Regions from separate parts of the Mus musculus genome. Here regions 1 and 3 are each linked to region 2. A link is a contact called in public ChIA-PET and HiChIP or PLAC-seq data. All regions are on one chromosome and are shown on one strand. Each heading gives the region's core, a stretch centred on a gene start, on an enhancer-like site or on the middle of the called end of the contact. The rest is flanking DNA. Distances are from core to core; before and after follow the strand shown.

The links. ChIA-PET counts read pairs in DNA pulled down with a chosen protein or histone mark. HiChIP or PLAC-seq counts read pairs in DNA pulled down with a chosen protein or histone mark.
Region 1: an RNA polymerase II ChIA-PET map of memory CD8 T cells shows a contact between it and region 2, with 10 read pairs. The contact joins two enhancer-like sites. A contact is called at or near these places in 3 of 115 datasets of contacts at active chromatin or transcription factors (embryonic stem cells, large pre-B cells and memory CD8 T cells) and 1 of 9 other capture datasets (liver).
Region 3: an H3K27ac HiChIP or PLAC-seq map of microglia shows a contact between it and region 2, with 4 times the contacts expected there. The contact joins two enhancer-like sites. A contact is called at or near these places in 2 of 115 datasets of contacts at active chromatin or transcription factors (the 230-238 cell line and microglia) and 1 of 9 other capture datasets (adipose tissue).

Annotation. Positions count from the first base shown.
Region 1 is chr1:87,375,722-87,380,367 of GRCm38.p6, reverse strand. Gigyf2 (GRB10 interacting GYF protein 2) reads right to left here. Exons shown (of 29, transcript NM_146112.4): 7 at 1,285-1,396; 8 at 360-400. Among named protein-coding and RNA genes, the nearest start is that of Kcnj13, 17 kb to the left of the region's middle. Within about 2 kb of position 2,182, at least 15 of the 459 cell types and tissues checked have an H3K27ac peak or open chromatin away from gene starts, as enhancers often do. A contact at or near this core is called in memory CD8 T cells, where this site is marked.
Region 2 is chr1:87,657,376-87,661,751 of GRCm38.p6, reverse strand. The region is part of intron 2 of Inpp5d (inositol polyphosphate-5-phosphatase D); the gene reads right to left. Among named protein-coding and RNA genes, the nearest start is that of Inpp5d, 39 kb to the right of the region's middle. Within about 2 kb of position 2,606, at least 120 of the 459 cell types and tissues checked have an H3K27ac peak or open chromatin away from gene starts, as enhancers often do. A contact at or near this core is called in adipose tissue, memory CD8 T cells and microglia, where this site is marked.
Region 3 is chr1:87,959,501-87,963,805 of GRCm38.p6, reverse strand. Usp40 (ubiquitin specific peptidase 40) reads left to right here. Exons shown (of 32, transcript NM_001198573.1): 23 at 1,318-1,382; 24 at 3,943-4,017. Among named protein-coding and RNA genes, the nearest start is that of Usp40, 47 kb to the left of the region's middle. Within about 2 kb of position 2,910, at least 104 of the 459 cell types and tissues checked have an H3K27ac peak or open chromatin away from gene starts, as enhancers often do. A contact at or near this core is called in adipose tissue and microglia, where this site is marked.

The DNA of each region.
Region 1 (4,646 bases), core at 933-3,432, 280 kb after region 2:
TCTCAGCCTTTGCCTCCTCAGACAAAAGCCACATCTTCCCTATTCTAACCTACATACTCTCCATGATAATAAACAAGTGATCAAATTACTTCCTAATTTAGAATTTCAATCCCACAAAGAGCCTTACTGAAAAAGGCATGCCTTAAAGAAACACAACCCTAAAACATTGAGTATGTCTTAATGGTTGTATCCATCACTCCAGGTCTCACCACAGGACTCTGAATCAGTGTTACAGCTCCATCTACTGGATCCATGCATGTAACAGTTAATCTGTACTGCTAATGATCCTTCCCAATGGGCCTTGTTAGCACCAATACCAGGAGAGTGCAGGAGGTATTTCAAAACAGTAAGATCCTTACCTACATCTTTTCTTCCTGGTTTTTCAAAGCGCCTGTCACCCCTAAAAAGACAAAATAAATTTCAAAAACACCTTAAAAACAACATAGATTTCCTATCATGATACTCCTTTCCTGCAGTCCCTTTAGCAGCAGATCTGCCAGTTAGTATTTAGAAAATATAGGAAAGCAATGATGAGAACAAAAATTCCACCTGGCCACCTACCAAACCTTAGCTCCCAATGACTAGAATATTATTATTTTACCTGGAAACATTACAGACCATGTTATATATACTACCTTGGCAATATTTTCCCACATTTGTGGTTCTGAGTACTAAACCTCAGGGTGCTGAGCAAGACAGCCACCACTGTTACAACCTTAACCCTTCTACCCTTATTTTGAGATCAAGGCTCATCCTTAACTGTAAGAATTATATATTATGTTTTATTGTACAGAAATTTCAGGAAAAGCAGAAAAGGGATAAGTTCTGTGTTTTCAAAATGTTCTTTCTTGAGGGAAGGCCAGGGGCTAGAGAGGAGACAACACTCCCACCCAACTTCTGTGATTCTCTAGGTCACACCATGCAGCCCATTTTGGTCTGGAACTCATGATTCTTCTGTCTTGGCCTCCCAAGTGTTAGGATCACAGGAACACGCAACCCTGTACCACTCATGAAAGGAACGCGGTGTGCTTTGTTTTGTTTGGAGTACTGAGGGCTGAACCTCCCTAGAGAGCTACCAATGGGTTAGAATCCTAGCCATTTTTTTCCATTTTTATTTTGAGTTCAGAAGTTTGCTAAATTGTGCAGGATAGCCAGTACTCCAGAATCTCCTTCCTCAGCCTGTCAAATAACTGGCACACAGGCAAGTCCTATAGAATACCACTAGGGTGAGTTTTATAGACCAGCAAATGCTTAATTACATTACAATCTCAACACTTTAGTTACCTTTCTTCCCAGCTCTGTGATCTATGCATTTCCCTGCCACCTCCTCGCCCAAACACACCCTCTACTTCATCAAAACTTCTTTGGTAGAAACCACATTCACCTCTACCTCTGCCTGAAAATAAGAAAACAGGGGGAGGGGAAATAGTTAGAAACCAACATCCAACAAGTATGTTCAACACTGAAGGTTAATCTCTATGAAGTTCTATCTCTCTGTACACTTCAAGACGGCCACATTTAAGTATTTAGCAAGACATAATGGCTCTGATAGAACTGAACTGGGGTATGAAAAAAATAAACCAACCACTCGTGAAGGAATCCCAGTCCTGAACAATACACAGCACCAACAGGAAACTCATCAGTGACGAGGTCCACAGTGGCGTCTACCAAGGCTAGTACACCATTATAAATTGAATGTTTTCATGGATTGTTTTCAATAACTACTGGGGAAATCTTACTATGGGGAACTTCTAGAGAGAAACTCTAGTAGGAAGTGTCAATCACGATAAAATTCCTTTATCCAATTCCAGAAAAAAGATAGCAGAAGTGAACTGAACAACTGTAGGACTGCGAACTATATTCTTACAGGATAAAAAGAATCCTTCACTGAGGTAAGGAAAATTAGCAACACTAAAGTCATTCCGCAGAGTAGTTGGAGTATAGGGACTTAAAAGCTTTGCAAATCAAATGTTAGCAGGCTTCTAATGAAGGCCATCTGGTTAACTATCAACCTGTGACTCTGCTCAGAATCTATCCCAGTAGAAACATTTTTACAGAGTCAAGTGGGGTGGAACATGCCTATAATCTCAGCATTTGGGGCTGAAACAGAGAACTGACAGCTCAAAGCCAGCTTGTGTTACATCAAGAATGACTCAAAAAGCCTAAGAAAGATGAAAAGGACCGAAAGGGAAAGAAGAAAAAAAGAACAAAAGGGAAGGAGAGGGAGGCACTCACAAGTATGTAAACCATCATGCAATGCATACAGTTTCAACCAGTGATAAGACTTACTATAACCACTCACTGTTCAACCACATTATAATGGAGTTGAAAACTCTGAAGTAACTAGAGACTTATTTGTGATGGTGCTGGTCTAAAGAAATCTACTGAACTGCCAGTCACTTAAAAACATGGCATATTTGCCAGCATGTAGTACACAGTATGTGATTGTGACAATGAAAAGTTATTTATTTGAGGATATATTATATTTTCAAGTGTACTTATTTTAAATTTACTATAAAACAATATCCCATTTATACCACAAGCAACAGCATATATCTTGTAATCATTGTCTTTTAACTGTATCTGGAGGCCAAACCAAGTAAATAACCTAAACCATATAAGCCTGTGTAAATTATAATGTTCATATATCAATGAAAATAAAATAACCTAATGAGGCTCGCGTCTTGTTAAATAAGGCATGACACATATTTGTATGAAAACGAACACTTGAATTTCAAAACACTAGAAACAACCTAATAATAGTTGGCTAAATAAATTCTGATGAAACATCCCAGAACAATACAAATCCACATAACTAAGGCACTAATGTTAACTCAGACCTGTGCTACTGAATGACAAAAGCATACTCAAGTGGGGGGGGGGGGTGATATTGTGATGTTGTCCATACTGCTGCACAGCTAAGAGTGACTGAGACACATGCAGATATGTATGTAGCACGCACTTTCAGCTTTGGACATTCTGTAGTTTACTCAATGAACATGTGAACAGTACTGACACAAATGAAGAAACTAGAGGAGGCATGGGAGTTTGGGGTGCATTTATAACAAAAAATACCTTAGCAGCTATCCCAAACTTAACTTCTCCCATAGATCAAAATGATCAGAAGAAAATGATAAAGCTTTATTTTGTGTATGGTGCTAGGTACCAAACAGAGCACAATGCAAATGCTAGGCAAAAGCTCTACCACAAAAAATACACCTCTAACCCGAAAATAATATATTCTGAATGAAACATCCAATGAAGCAAGTGAATTCAAGTACCCATGCACTTCATCATAACCTATCAGGAACTGACTCAGATTACAGGAATACTTCCATGACTCTTACAAAATACTGAAAAAAATTATATAATATATATTAGGATATTCTCTTGACTAGACTAGTATCCACTTTGTCTATAAAATAAAAGTGAAAACTACAGTTTAACTCTAACAATCACAAAGTTATCTTCCAGGTTCATTACTTTTAAGTCAACCTAAAGTCAACTTACAGTTTAAGTAGCTTTCTCCCTCTGCCCTACATTCAGAATATGTATACATTTTATTTAAAATCCTAAAATAATTTAATAGTAACTACTCTAACGCGAAAATATTCCTCCACAACAGTGACTTTAGGATAAGGAACAAATCCTCTCCTTTTTCAAGATTAATTTTGTCCAGACTAGATAGATGGTCCAGCAGTTAACTGAATGGACTGAGTTTGGCACCCAGTATCCACACCACGTGGCTACAACTGTTTAATTCCAACTACAGAGGATCCAGTACCTTCTTCTGGTCTCTTACACCACCTGAACACAAATACACATTCCCACACATAAATGTAATTTTTAAAAATAGTATTTATTCCAGCACTTGGGAAGCAGAGGCAAGTGAACTTCTTGAGGTTCAGTCAGCCCAGTCTACAGAGTAAGTTCCAGGACAGCCACAGAGGCTACACAGAGAAACCCTTGGGGGGGGGGGGGGTAAACTCCAGAAAACCTATTCTGTAGAACCACTTTGAGAAAAACATTTTAGTCTTGACCAAAACCATTAAGTCTTGGAAGACTGGGGGGTGGGGGGTGGGGGGAGAGATCAAGAAAAATACATATAATGGATTTTGGGTTTTGCAATTCTGACTACCTCCAGCCCTGCTTGTGTGGTGGAAGCTTTACTGCTAAGTCAGCATTAGAGAAACCAGATTCTAGATTTTTCCACATTTAAGTCATCTATAAATGTGGTTCACATGCACAAGAACAAGCAGAAAAACATGTAATCAGCCTATTCAACTTGAAGAATTGTACTATTACCTGAAAGCTTACCCTATTCTTTAAGGAGAAAATATGCTTCCTAACAATGCCACTGGTACAATTGACAGTATATGTATTCTTTCTAACATCCAGACGACATAAAAAAGAAAGATAATGCAATAGTACATAGCCCCTTGTTCTCTTAAACATTACGAGGTCAGGATATCTTTAAGTCTAGAAACCAATAGATTTGCATATGAGTTTTTCCTTGAGTTGGAAAGAGATTCTACAATCCAAAGAAAAGTCACAGTAATCAATATTTAACCTGAGAGGTAAAATTAAGTAAAAACCCAAAGACACAAGTATTACAGGCCATTGTGACTATGGCATTCCAAGTATTT
Region 2 (4,376 bases), core at 1,357-3,856:
GGGAAGCAGGCTCCTCCAGGTGGATGCATGAGCATGAGCCAGCTTGGAGCGGCGCTGCTAAGAAGGGAGGCTTTCCTCTGCCTCCCATAGGCACAACTCCCCAAGTGTGGGATAGTTTGGACTGTCTTCCCACTTATTAGAAAGGCAATCCCTGTATTCATATGTACATGGTGTTTGGAGGTAAAGCCTTTGTAATAGGTGTGTGTGTGTGTGTGTGTGTGTGTGTGTGTGTGTTTACGTGATGGTGTCAGTGGCTCTTGTTGCAGAGGAAAAGCAATCTCAGCTCACCCTTGCTGTCTGGCCATATGATACCCCATGCCATGTTATGATACAGCAAGAAGGTCCTCCCTAGATAGAAGTCAGCACATTGCTCCTAGGATCCTACATCCAGAACTGTGAGCCAAATAAGCTGTATGCCTCTATTCACGGGTGTCTGGCTAGGACCTTGCTCATGCTAGGCATTTGCTTTACCTTCAAGCTACATGCCTGGACTTTAATCTTTAAAAGTGACCCTGTTTGTGGTACTCAGTCAGAGCAACAAGATCCACTTATTTATTTATGTATGCAATGAATATGCACATATACAAGGCCAACTGATGAGACAGATGGGGATGAGACAGGAGGCAGAGATGCCAGGTGGGTGCTGGGTCCATTTGACAGAGAAATGTCCTTGCAAAGGCCTTATGGCCACACTATAATATAGATTCACTACCCAGGAGCTGGGGCTCAGGGACAGCTCTGAGTGCTTTGTACTTCTAGTACCCAGAAAGGATACAAGGGCCCTCCTAAGGGAAGCAAATTCCCATGAGATAAATTTCAATTGTTATGCCATGTGGGCCAGCAGGAAGCAGCCTGTCTTCACAGGCAGCAGACAGAGGCAGAGGAGATGGTGGAGATATGGGTCCCAACAGGCCAGAGAAAGGGGTCTCTTGGAGGCACAGTATAAAATGCTGTCTTCATAAGATGGGCTTAAAAGGCCCTATGTCCAGGCAGAGTGGATAGTGAATGGCCGGCTCTGTGTAGCCAATAAACCCCACTAAGCCTAAACCAACACGTGGGAAGATCTTCTAGGTGGCAGTGTACTGACTGTGGGCCAGGAGGAACAATAATGTCCTTTAGTAATGAGCCTAGAGGTCCCCTTCCACATGAGATGTTGCACATATTCACCTGCCTAAGAGGCCCCCCTCCCCACAGGAGCGGGGTCTACATACTACATCTCGGTCTACCGTACTTCCTGTAATTCTGAGGAGCCTGGCAACCCCTGATTCTGTGGGGTTACCACACTGGAATCAGAATGACAGGCAAGAATTTGTAGTTTTAATTGTGAACTTGACACAGTCTAGAATTATCTGGGAAGAGAGTCTCAGTGAGGAATTGTCTAGATCAGGTTGGCCTATGGCGTGTGTGTGTGTGGGGGGGCAGGGAATAGGAGAGGAGTATTGCCTTTTTGTTTTGTTTTGGTTTTTTTACGATAGGGTTTCTCTGTGTAGCCCTGGCTGTCCTTGAACTCACTTTGTAGACCATGCTAACCTTGAACTCAGAGATTTACCTGCCTCTGTCTCTCTCAAGCACTGGGACCAACAGCACCCGCCACCTCTGCCTGGCTACCACTTTCACCTCCCCGTTACAAAGGGCCGTAATGTGGAATTATGAGTGAAAACAAAAACAAACCTTTCCTCCCGCCACCCCCTTAGTTGCTTTTTGTTATTACAGCAACAGGAAATAAAACTAGGTTAGATACCTTCTGTGTGCTTGGGCTTGGAGGTAGAAACAGTGAGAGGTGGGGCTTGGTGTACCCCCTTTTCTCCCAACAATCCCAAAGGTGGTGCTTTTTCGACTATTTTAAAATGTAAAATGTGGTCAAGAAAGGTGTCATAGGCATTAGTCATAGTCCTAGCAGGAAGCAGATGGCCATATAAAACTGGCATTTGGGGAGAGTTTGGTAGGTAGAGAGGAAGAGTTCTAGAGCTAACAGCGGAGGGAAGCAGTTTACCCCTACCCCCCTGGAACCTCCCAGCAGAAGGATAGTGCTGGAGCCCACTGAGAACTCCCAGCAGGAGGGAGCCAGTGCCAGAGGACCCACCCCCGCTTCTTCACTATCTTCCTCTCGCTGTCTTACCACCTGGCTGGGGCTCTCACTGGCTAAACTCAAAGGAGTGAATGAACCAGAGGACAATCATGATGGCAGAGAAGCACCTGTGTGTCACATGGAACATGAGGCTCAGATCAAGGCCTAGTTCATAGTTCCCTGCCAGCAGAGGGGCGTGGCTCTGGATTCTTAGCGTCTAGGCCGCCAGCTTTTGTTCCTCATTCTGCAGCTAAGGCCTTCCTTAAAAGATACACCAAGTCATTTTGAAATAGAGAAGGAACCCCAAAGGTCTCGAGTTAGCTGTGGGCCTCTAACAGCCTTCTGAGCTGTTTACTGATGTACCCTCACTGTGCCCCTTAGGAATGATACCCCACAATACCCATGGACCGTGAGGCCCCTGCTCCCCGGTGACTCTCCTCTTCCACTTGGCAGGCATGAATTCCTTCTCTCCTTAACAGATTAACTATAGCATGTGGCAGGCAGTTTGATCCAAGAGAGAGAGAACCTGAAGATGAGCGGGTGTGGTGCATGGTGTGGCCCGAGCCCTTTCACTGTGCTCCACCCTCAGCCTCAGGCTCTTCCTACTTTAAAATAATGCTTGTAACTGGGATATCCCAGGCTTGAGGCTGATAGACCTCTCCATGGGATTTGCTTAATCAACAGACTGGACATGAATTTATTATGTTCAGAATCAAAAGTCACACACAAGACAATAAAGTAAGGATTAGTTCTGTTCACGAAATGAAATATAGTCCTTGTCTCTGATTAGTTAATATGTCTACACAGAGTAACTAGAAGCAATGTTTTTTATAAGGCCTTTATAGACAACAACCCAAGGAGTCAAGCTTTGAATGCACAGCTCACTCTGCCTTGGGATATAACTGTGGTTCCTACTTTACCAACCCCCCCCCTTCACAAGAGCCTTGAAAAACCCTGTCTTATAGCCCAGGTCTGTTGACAGGGGAAACTGGTACGGTACATAACCACAGCCCACTGTTCTGAGATACATCTGCTCCATAAAACAGACCACGCTACTATAAAAGGTGCAGGGAGGTGGAGGGGAGTGGACTGCCCAGCTAGATCTTATAGGGAAAATCTTGTTCTATCTCTTGGCATCTGCATCTACCAGGGAGCAATATCCCAGAAGGTACAAAGCCATGCACAAAGGTTTTTGGGTATGGAGGGTTGGTTGGCCTTCAGGCTGGGGGGGTCCAGGTTTGAGGAAGAGGAGGGAGGGCACTGGTACCTTTAAGACTAAGGTCATCTGAAGGTCAGCTGGTGGTCAGACTGCTGGCTGCTTTTTCAGATGCAGTCCTGGGGATGACTGAAAATACCCTGGGGGCAGGGTGGGGGTGGGGAGCAGGAAAGAGCAGGCCTGGGCGGTCAGAGCCCTAGACAAGCTGAAACATCCCAGGGGATAGTTTTAATGTCAGCACTGTCTGACATCTCTAAATGCAGAACTGAAATAGACTGGGCACAGGGGAGGAAGTCTGCCAGCCGCTGAGCAGAAGTGTGGTGCTCCGGGTGGCCACTCCTGAAGGTTGGGGTAGCCTTCCTTTTAGGTTGAAAAGACTTCCCAGAGCAGGACTGCAGGCCCAAGATGCCAGCCCTTGGGAGGCAGAGACCGAGGATCAGGGATTCAAGGCGATCTTTAGCTACTTAGCCATTCTGAGGCCGGCCCATTCAGTTACCATGGAGATTTTATAGATGGTGGGAAGTGGGAAGTGGGGAACCCAAACCAAAGAGCTCCATGCAGATTCACACCAAATCAAAGCACCCTCTTCAGGTCCAAGGAGAAAGTCAGAAGACAAGGCTTAGGCAGCAGGGTGAAAGCAGGGTGAAAACACATTTGTCTGCGGGCAGAGGGGTGCCAGTGATCGTGTTTATTATTTCTGCTTCTTAGTGAGGACCCTGAGTCTGCCAGTTGAAAAGACGGTGATTGAGGGACAGGCAGGGGCTAGACTCAGTCCAAGCTTGGGGGTGTTCCACAGATACAACTTACACAGAAGATCTGAGAGCTGTGCTGGGCAGGGGGCAGGGGAAGGGGAAGGGGGACTGTGGAAGGGGGGTGGCAGCAGGGCAGCTCAGGAGTTCAGCTGGCCTGACCAGGCCTTTGTGTTTTAGATAGCATGGTCTGCCATCTCCCTATGCAGTTATCAGTGTGTCTAGGACCCAGCTTCTCCTGAGTCTCTCTCCACAGGCCCCTCTGCCCTCTCCTATCTCTGCAGTCATCAGGAAGTTTCCTCTACCTTCCGTCTGCCTTCTTCTCAATGTCTACTCACCTCCT
Region 3 (4,305 bases), core at 1,661-4,160, 300 kb before region 2:
ATTTATTTACTTACTTTATGTATGTGAGTACACTGTAGCTGTTCTCAGACTCACCAGAAGAGGGCATTGGATCCCATTTTACAGATGGTTGTGAGCCATCATGTGGTTGCTGGGAATTGAACTCAGGACCCCTGGAAGAGCAGTCAGTGCCCTTAACAGCTCAGCTATCTCTCCAGCCCGATAGCTGACAAATCTTAATGTGTTTAAACCAGAACTAACAGCTAACCAGGTTCTTAGAAAGAAGGGTACTGTACAGAATCAAAGTTAAAGCTTTCTTATTTACCTGAAGGTAAATATAAGAAATCAGTATACCTCTCTTACTCTCTTACCTCTTATTCTCTTTTCTTACTCTTGCCCTCTTGCTCCCCTTCTCTCCACCTTCCCTTCCTCCTCTCTCCACGTGGCCATGGCCGCCCTCTGCTTCTTTACTCTCTCCCTCTCTCTGCCTTTCAAAATAAATGCCTTAAAACCAAAAAAAAAAAAAAAAAAAAATCAGTATACCTTTCCTGTTAGGTATATTTATCAACATTGTTATTCTTTTAATAACCAACTTGCCCCATTCGACATTTTCCTCACACACACACACACACAAAAATTTTTTTAAAAAGCATCTGTCATTTTAACAGGGTAGTCAGTCTACTGAAAAACAAGACTCTAATCAAACTCTAAGTCAAAATGTGTTTAACTCACACCCACTTCATGAACATGCCTCTCAGGAAGTACTGTCTACTTTTGTTAGATTAATTGCTAAGTCCTTGAAAACCCTAGAAATTTCTCAGGTGCGGTAGCAAAATCAAATTCAATTTCCTAGAGCTTTTAGAAGAGATTCTATACTTAGAAGTGTGTGTGTTTGTGTGTGTGTGCACGCGTGCGTGCGTGCGTGCGTGTGTGCGTGCGTGTGTGTGTGTGTGTGTGTTATGTGTAATCTCGTATACATGTTACAAAGCTACCAAGTAACCGGTGTAGCATAGCAGCACGTGCACTATGGTTGCATGTTCTTTTCAGTTGTGCTCAGCTAGGCTGTGTGTGTGGACTCAGGAGCTTGCTCAAAACAGGTAGGTATTGCTCCTGGGCTACATCCCCAGTGAGTATATGGTTTTGCTTCACAAGTTTTTGCTGGGAAAAAAGCAAACTAAACAGATTGAAGAACCAACTTAATATTTTTCATATTGTGGAGGACATAATTTTCAGACAGAAATGACCGTGTGCTACTAGATGGAGCCTCACTTCATACCTGTGTCTCTAGGAGTTGGTTCCTGGCAAACTCTTATAGTGTCTTCTCTAGTGTTCTTCATCTTGCTGCTAATTCCTTCCTAGGAGAGATTTGGCACTTAAGGAAAATGGATTGGTGCTATGAAGCTGGTGAACCTTTATGTGAAGAGGTAAGAGCCTTTCTCTACGTTTTCCAAATATTTTACCTTATTACTATATTGTGTGTGTGATGGGGAGGGGGAACATGCCACATGTGCCTAGCAGGCATGTGGTGTCTAAAGGACAACTTCATGCAGTCAGTTCTCTCATTCTGCCTTTATGTTGTGGGTCCAAGTTCTCCTGGCTTGGTAGCAAGCTCCCCTACCCACTGAGCCATCTTGCCAGCCCATCCCTTCTACATTTTACTCTTAAAAAATGGTTAAGCTTATTCCATAGTTTCATACACAATTCCCTCTTCCCATTGTAGGAGCAATTCTAAAATAAAGAAAAGTTTTATTCTTTCTTAGCATACAAAAAAACTCTATAAATGTGTCTATTTATGTTCACTTTTTCCCACTGGTTTTCTGATAAATGGCAAGTGTGGGCTAGGTAGGAACAGTCTGACATGAGTGGCAAACCCCTCTGGTGGGCAGGAAAGCTTGAGTAGTAGTTCAACAAGCAGAGAATTTCAGAGAGCAGATGGCACAAGGATGCCGGAAAGCTTTTGAAGACATTTGAACTCCAACCTCCAAATACTTTGATCACAAATGTTTCTGTAAGTAAATGTCTCTACATGGTCCAGCAGCAGGAAAGATTCTGTCTAAGCAGTTGGAATCCATGTAGTCTGTTGGTTGGTCTTAAATTGCATCAGACCTCCTTATCTACACTCAGCAGGTAGCCAAATGAAGCTCTGGCATCTTAGATAGCTGTGGTCAGCACTCTTCCCCGCCTACATTCCTGCTGTCTTGGAGTCAGCACACTGGCCCTGTGTGCCTTCCCCCTGTCTGTCTAGGGATCAGCAGTGGTTTATGTTTTTAAAAAGGCACAACTGGGCTTGCACTGAGACACTTTACCAGTCAGTAAAGTCCACTGAGCACCCAAGAGAGTAAGAAGCAGGTCTCAGAGAATTCTGAGGTGTTAAAATTAGGTAGCCTCTTAGTAGTCTGTGGGTCCGAGTTCTACCCCACAGTTGGGGTCTGTAAATACCACTCCGGCAGACAAAACAGGAGGGAACTAGGCTACATTGGGGGAAGCAGAAGGCAGAAGGCAGCTTAAGATGTGGGGCCCAAGTGAGAAACAGCACAGGCTGAGGTGAAGAAGGCAGGGTTTCACAAACTCCCAGTGTCCAGTCACCACTAGGAACCATATAGAGTTGGGAATGAGGGGGCCACCCAGGCTGGCCATGGGAGTGGGGAAAACTCCAGCTTAGCTCAGGGGTGAGTTTTGTGTCCGAAGGGCAGAAGGAGCCTTCTGCAGGAGACTTAAGCAGCATGGTTCTGTATGATGAAGGCTTCCCCCACAGCAGTTCTTGATGAGAGAGGCAGTCTTTTTCCAAACTGTTTATTCATTGTTCATCTTGGAAAATTGGTCCCTATGACTTAGTCAGGGTGGGCCAGAGATTAAAGGGGGTGTCTGGGAGGGGAAGCTTATTGGCTGGCCCATCTAGATAACTCATTAGCATGGAGAACTCTGTTCTGTGCTAAGTGACTAGTGGTCACAATCCTCATGTGCGGTGTCACGGTCACATGTTCCAGTACAGTAGCCAGGTTTGAGAGTAAATGGCGTGTATACCATTCTCAGATACGAGAAGTAAGGATTTCTGAATCTGCTCAACCATTCCAATTTTTGTCTGGTGACACAACTTGCCCCACAACTGTCTGTTTTTCCAGAGACAGGCTATTACAACAAACTGATGCTGGCCTCAGACTTCCTCCCTCCTGTCTCTGCCTTTCAAGTGCTGGGATTACAGGCATCCACCACCATGCCTGGGTATTTTCTTCATAATCAGTCCCCAAATCAGTATTAGACAGTTCATCTCAAAGCTCATAGTTTTCAAAGCTGAAGTCCCTTTCAAACTTGGCAGTCTCTTCTTTGTCTTTCTTAGATTTGGTCCTGGCCTTTCTACTCTCCTTGCCCCTTTCTACTGCCAGAGTACCACGCACTGCTTGACCTTGAGAGCTGTTTCCTCTGAACTAAATTACTTCTCAGCTTTCCTGGCCTGGCAAGTGGTCCCCACATAGCCCCTCATACATAGCCCAAACCATCTTCAGTGGTCATTTCTGTCCTGCACCCCAGGCAGTGCTCACTCTCTGCCGTGCTTCACGTCCAGCTGCCTGCCACCCGATGCTGTGCACTCGGGCCTTCCTGCCTCTCAGCTCTTGACTGTTGTCAGCCCTGACTTTCCCTTTGTTCCTCTTTTTATCTCCACCCCCAACTCCTATCCCCTGACAAAGTTCTTTATCTTATTTCCTCTAGTTTCCAAACCCAGCCATTTTTTCCAAGAATCACTGACATCTTACATTCCACAAATTGTTGTCTCTTTCCTCAGATCCTTTGTGGCTCTTCTGTTCTGTGCCCATAGCTTAAGACATAATGGTATTCTGATTCATAGTCTTAGTTTTATCTCCTTTGTCTTCAGTGTCTGCTTGGTTGTTTATCTCTTGAGAAGATAATAGAAGTATAAAACTTTTAAAGATCCAATGGTCTCTTTGTTCATTTCAGAAGTGACAAAAAGAATTTCTGTGTTCCCAGGATGCAACACTGAAAGAGCTTATGATACGTTCTGGGGATACTTTGCTTTTAACTGAAGGGAAACTTCCTCCTCCGGTAAGATACTGTTTCTAAATGGCCGTTTTGTAAGTAAGTTACTGTTTTCTGATTACTATGATAATAGGGAATGAGAAAATATAGGCAGTCATTACAAAAAAAAAAAAAATAGACAGCTTTGCAAAAAAGCTTATCAGTCAAGCAGATTTCCTTCCTAATTTCTAAATAAAATTAAAATAGCTATACGTAAAATATAATTAAAATCATTATATATTATATATATATATATGTGATTAAATTAAAATTATATTTAAAATCAGTGATATAGAGAATGTTATGTCTTCCATT